2 separate regions of the Rattus norvegicus genome follow, and region 2 is linked to region 1. A link is a contact called in public Hi-C data. All regions are on one chromosome and are shown on one strand. The core of a region is the stretch at or near the end of the contact, and the rest is flanking DNA. Distances in the headings are between cores, read along the strand shown. Region 1 overlaps Trpm3 (transient receptor potential cation channel, subfamily M, member 3). Region 2 overlaps Trpm3 (transient receptor potential cation channel, subfamily M, member 3).

Evidence for each region. A called contact is a pair of places that touch in the nucleus more often than the background predicts.
Region 2: a contact with region 1 is called in a Hi-C map of frontal cortex, with 3 times the contacts expected there. The contact joins two enhancer-like sites. A contact is called at or near these places in 6 of 12 Hi-C or Micro-C datasets (the A7r5 cell line, the Rat2 cell line, Schwann cells and 3 more).

The regions. Positions count from the first base shown.
Region 1 is chr1:229,647,769-229,650,871 of GRCr8, reverse strand. The region is part of intron 1 of Trpm3 (transient receptor potential cation channel, subfamily M, member 3); the gene reads right to left. It overlaps LOC108349823 (a long non-coding RNA gene), which reads left to right. Exons shown (of 3, transcript XR_005494852.2): 3 at 1-550. Among named protein-coding and RNA genes, the nearest start is that of Mir204, 94 kb to the left of the region's middle. Within about 2 kb of position 1,506, at least 8 of the 93 cell types and tissues checked have an H3K27ac peak or open chromatin away from gene starts, as enhancers often do.
Region 2 is chr1:229,827,740-229,830,842 of GRCr8, reverse strand. All of the region lies in intron 8 of Trpm3 (transient receptor potential cation channel, subfamily M, member 3), which reads right to left. Among named protein-coding and RNA genes, the nearest start is that of Mir204, 86 kb to the right of the region's middle. Within about 2 kb of position 1,457, at least 15 of the 93 cell types and tissues checked have an H3K27ac peak or open chromatin away from gene starts, as enhancers often do.

The DNA.
Region 1 (3,103 bases), core at 257-2,756:
AGCATGAAAGTGACAAATGAACCTTTGTCATCTAAAGGACACCCACCTCTAAGGGGATGAAAGTGGAGGCTGAATCATGCTCTCCAGTAGGACCTGGATTCTGATGGGGGGGGGTCCTCTCTTATTTCACAATCCTGACTTCCGTGGTCTCAAATCAACAGTGAGTACGGCTGACACTAGAGCAAAATGAGATAAGGACTTTTCCTCAACAACTTAATCCTTTCCTTCTGCTGAACTTTCCTTCCTATGACAGTATTTTGTGGAAGAGCGTGAGGCACCAATCATCTTATGCAAAGACTCTTAATGCAAGAAGCGGGAATTTTTTTAAGTTTCCACCAACCACAGAAAAGACATGAAGAGTGACAGAAGAAAGTGTAACATAGGTTGGTGGTGGCCATGGACCTCATTTTCTGTTGATAAGCTTATGAGAGGAGGAAGCTGAAGGATCCAGAATCAACCTGGGCTAGAGGAGGAAGAGGAAGAGGAAGAGGAAGAGGAAGAGGAAGAGGAAGAGGAAGAGGAGGGGGCAGGAGAGGAGGGGGAGTGCTGTGGAGGAGGAGGAGGAGGAGGAGGAGGTATAAGATCAGAAATGGAGAGGGTCAGGTTAAACTGGTGTCACCCGTCTGCTAGATTCTAGGGAGGTAAGCACTAGGAGGTCTCTGGAAACTTTTAAAAGGCTCTTTCAAGCCCAAACAGTAATTCTTCTAAGATGTGACTGTAGAAATAACCAAAGTAAAAATGGATGGTATCTTAAAGGAGAAGTTGAAGACCAGCCAGGTGGCTCACTGGGTGAAGGTATTTGCTGAAAACCCAGAGTTTGGTTGGTAGAACCCAGACAGTGTAAAATCCAACTCCTCCAATTGCCCTCTGACATGTACACATGTGCCTAGGCACACACATACACACACATACACAAAAAAGAACTTGAGCTGCAAAGAAGGTAGAACAGGCAACTTTAAGGGTAGATAAAAAGTTAAAACAGCAGGATTAAGCCAAATGTCTGAAGTGTAATTTACTCACTTCTACATGTGTACATGTTGGTGTGTGCATGTGCACATGTGTGTATGCATGCATATGTGCTCCCGGAGATGGAGGCCATACTCTCTGGAAAGGCCAGCCACCTCTCTTGAAACATGGTCTCTCACTGGTTTTGAACTCACCAATTAGGCTAGACTGGCTGGCCAATGTCCCTACCTCTGCCTTCCCAGCACTGAGATTACACCTGTCACCAGTTCACTAGGTATCCCCTGTGGGTTCTGGGGATGGAACACAGGCTCACATTTGCATGGCGAGCCCTTTACAAACTGAACCATCTCCAAGCCCTGTCCTGGACATTCAAGATTTGATTTTTTTAATGTTACAACTCACTGAGAGCAGTGTGACTTTATTTAAACAACACAGTTGATCTTTGACTTTCATAGATTTTTGTCTGTTTGAATTTGCCTGCTTGATATGATTTAGTCATGGCCTCAGTTCTGCACTCTTGTTGTTTTCTTGGGCTTTGCTGGCATGTGCAGCATAACGGAAAGTTCCCATCATCCCTCAAGAGCTCCTGGTGCAGTAGGAGGGAGGTAATGCTCTGCCCGCCTCTTTCATTTGCATACTAGAAACTCGCATGCTCTGTTTAGCACCAAGTTTTTCACATTACTGTGCTTTTCGCTGGTTATTTGCTGTGAAATCCTTCCCCAAGCGTAGTGCTACACAGGATCCCTCGGTGCAAGAATTCTGTGCCATGAATTAGGAAGGACATTTTAGATAAGCTTAGTTCAGGCGCCAATTCTAGTGCAGCCAGCCCTGCGTGCTGTGTTAATGACCCAGTGATGTGTACTGAACAAGGCATCTTTGGCAGGCATGGCGGGGCACATCTGCAATCCCAGTACTCACAGGGCTGCTGAGAAAAATCATGTACTCGAGGTCGGTAAGGGTGAGGGAGTGAGGTCCTGTCTTAAAATTCCTTCAGAAGTGAGTAGCAAATGAACCAATATATAAAAGCAAGTTCTCCTTAAAGAGACATGGCTGTGACTCAGTGCTGTGTATCAGCTGTGTGTGTGTGACAAGCAGTTGTGAAAGGTGGTTGGCAGAGACGTGTGCAGACCCAATTATGCATTAGACTATAGGATATAAATAGAGCAGAGTATGCCTCACGACACAGGGGTTCAAAGCAATCTGGCACCAAGAACTAGAAAATTGTATGTAAATGTTTGATGAATGTTGAGCTGTAAAGTCAGCACGAACTTGTGGGTCTAAAATAGCACAGAAGAGAAAGCCATCAAGTTAGCAAAGTGTGTGTTAGAGCAACTAAGGAGGACCACAGCAAAGGAAGCCTGAAGTAGACTGATGGATCAGAAGACCAAATCCTGTGACAATTTCATTTCGCTAACTGGGTCTACTGAAAGTATCTGGGATGCAAAGAGCTGAAGCTTGTAAGCTTGATGAACAGCAAATGAATTGTTTACACTGGACCAGTGCACACAGGAAAAGCTGTGGATCCATTAACACAGTCTGCATAATAACAGCACACAGACAGAAGCAATGGAATACAGAAACAAGGATCAAACCCACAACTGGTAAGTGACACAGGTGGCACTTCCCAGCAGCAGGAACAGGCTAAACGGGGCTGTGTGATTTGACTCTATTATGTGGCCCAACATATAAACTGACATCATCTCCCATCCCCCAGCAATATGGATCCCCCAGGTGTGTATGGATATGAATAGGGAATGGGAAACAGGCTCTGCAGATAACCACATATTTGAGTTAGGCAAAGACTTCTTAGGTACAAGATAGGAGAACAAGCTAAATAAGAGAAACGGCACTATGTTTAAGATATGCCCATCTCTTCTAGGAAAACCCAGTTATGGGAATTAAAATGAAAACTATCAGCCAGGTACCCGGGTTCCTGACAAAAACCACGAGAGCCACTAAACTCAGAAGGAAGGGTGCCAAGCAGAGGGAGGAAGAATTTGTACACTTTTATGGCTCCCTCTCTCATTGTCAAAGTCACCTCCTTACAACACTATATCTTACATTTCTAGATTGAGCCAACTGGTCTTTGCAGGCTGCCTTATGAAACTTCTAGGGAGATGATGGGACACCAACCCTG
Region 2 (3,103 bases), core at 208-2,707, 180 kb before region 1:
ACCTACAGTTTTATGTGGTATCAGTTTCTACCATCATGTTTGGGTACAGGTCACAGCAATGCCCTTCTGTCTGTTTTCCTTGTAAGTTCCCTATGTGTCTCTCTCTTCCTTTTGCTGGTCTGCCCCATCCAAACACTCTGCCTGCCTTCCAGCTCTTTGCTCTCTGAGATATAATTCAATCTTCATTTCTTGCATGCCCATCTTGGTGACTGACTCTGTGTCTCCTCAGAACAATGTGAAAATTTCCCTGTCTCAGAGACTCCAATGGTGTTAAGTCAGTACACCAACACTTGTTTATTGTGCATTGACAGGATTTCAAACACTGCTTGTATGTCACCATCATGACTTCAGCCAGACTCACAAATACCCAACATTAGTACTGCCACTGACTCTATTTTATATTTCATAGCTGATGACCTTGAATCCATGTGGAAGGTCATGTAATTGGGAAAGAATGAGGTTCACAGAAGTCTGTATTCTTATGCCCTGACTAGACAACATGGCAATGTCTGTATCTCTTATGATTAACCTATAAGACTACAAGCTAAGTGATTCCAGACTGGGTTTGAGATCTTCTAAAGTGAAGTAAAGATCATGGCATATCTTTACTGGTATGACTGGAGACACTGGGAAGAACTCTACCTGGGCTCTGGATGAGAAATACTGCAAAGACACGCCCACACTGTGACAGATGTGAAGCATAAATTCCTGGTCAGCCCTGTCTGAACACAATCAGGCCTTCTCACTTGTGGGTATGTATGTACTATATGAAAAGCACGGATCATATGAAGTAGTGTTCCTATTATGAGACATAGTAAAAAGCAAGCCTTCCTGGCCTTGTGGATAAGTAGAAGCCCATTGGTGATGGATGTGTGAGGCCAGTGCCCAGACTTTGTAGAGTGCGTATTTGCCCCAAGATAATCCTGAGTTTTGTTTGCTTGAGTTAATATGTTTGAGAGCATTTGTAAATGGAGCTCCAAGATTATATCATAGCATGATATTATTGTCTTAAACAAAGGCAAATAACAGAGGGCAAATAAATGAGAAAATCACAAAGGCCAGTTACTGGAATCGAATCCAACCAGACCCTCCCCTGCCTTGAACTGGTCCTATGTGCCTGGCTTCAGTCCCATGGGCAGAGGCCTTCCCTTGTTTGTTTACACAATGCTGAGCCTGAAGACACTGTCGTTTTTTCTCTTCCCTTTTGCAGTTTTTTATTTCAACTTGGCCTCCTCCACAGCCTTTTTTCTTGGGCTACAGGAGAAGAATGAAAAGCAAGCAGGGGTTGGGGGTTCTTTTTTCACATGACTGAATGGAAATACAAAAGGAAACAAAATGTAGCCCCAGTTGGCTTCCCCCTTAAAGCAGCTTGGCAAATTAAAAAGGATGCTGGTGGGAGAATGAAACCTTCACACAAAGCTGCATTTTCTGACCTGACAAAGGAAGAGTGTGGCATTCGTTCAGCGGTGAAAGGGACTATTAGTCTAGGGCCACATTTTCCTGACCCACAGTGAACCTTGTTTTGAAAAGTTTCCTATTCTTTCAATCTCAGATGGATTTGATTCAAAGAAAGAACAATTTAGTCTATCAGCTTCATTGTTTCTCTGGAAGCCAGAGTGATTAGTCCTCTTCCTTCCCAGTGCCAATGTGAACACACAGCGCCGAGTTCTCCTGCTCCTATGAATGCTTTCATTTTCCATGTCACAAGTAAAAAATTAAGTGGACATCTCTGGTAGCTTGTGAGGAAGTCTCAAGAACACTTGGTAGTATACTGGCTATCATCAGTAACCAGTGTAACTATTATAAGTAGTGAATATTGTCAATGGTTTTGATACCTTCTTTACACTGAATCCAAATGAGTACAATGCCCATCATCATCAGTTCCAAGCTACAGTCCTCTCTCCCAGATAATTACAGCAGCCCCAATAAGCTGCATCCGTCTTCCTCCCTTGCTTCTTCATCAAGCCCATTCTCTGCATAACAGTAGAGGCCTGAAGTCAGCAGTCAACTCTGTTCTGCTTCTCATTGGCTGTACTTGCCCTTGGGCAGGTTCACCTCTACTTGGAAACCTGCATTTCCTTATCTGGAAAGTGGGAGTCTTTCCCATTATATTTTTCTATTAAAAGTCAAAAGAGATAACTACATGTTAAGTTCTTGGCACAGAACTGAGCATCATTAATGAATTATAGGGTAAAGGAGGGGGGGATAATTTTTGACCCAATATAAGGTCTATAGTGAGATCCATAAGAAAACTATATAGATCCCATGTGTAGGAACAGCATCCACTGTGGTGTAAATTAGTAGTAGAATAGTTGCCTAGCATAAGTGATGGCCTGGTTTTGATTCTTAGTACAGAATGAATGAAACCAAACTGAATTGAACTGAACTACACCAAACCAAACCAAGTCAAGCATAAACCCCCAACTTCAACTCTCACTTGGCTTAAAGACTTTCAGACATTACAGAGAGAAAAGGGATGCTTAAAGGAAAACAAGGAAATGACATGGTTTATTCTGCTCCTTCCTCAGTTGAAGCCCTGCTGAATGATGAATAACTGTATTGATCCCCACGTATACTGAAAGGTTTTTAAATACACAGGTATACACGAGGCAAAATGATAGGCTTCAAAACGACAGTTTCCGTCAAGCATATCATGTTCTTTGAGCACATTGAGCACCACACACACCTTCTCCTTTCTCTCCTCCTTTCTCCTTCTCCTAGTAGCCCAGGTATCTTGTTGGCTAACACAGTTTCTTTTTCTATTGAGAAACTTAAAAATGTGTGGAGAGAAATAAAGCTTCAAATACTGTAAGGCATTATTTATCGACAGGTTTATAGGAGAGAACTACAGCATTAGGCATTTTTACCACTGCTTCGAGTATCCTGGAGTGTGTTGACAAACCTGGATCACATGACATCTGAACCTTTTATGTTATATTTTTAGAAGGGATTGAACCTAGGGCCTAACACATTCCGAGACACATTCTACCATGCAGCTGTATCCTTAGCCATTTTTTTGATCCCCTTTCTCCCACTTTCACAACAGGACCCCTTTGTGTAGCCACAGTCTGTCCTGAAACTCACTCTGTAGATCAGGTTGGCC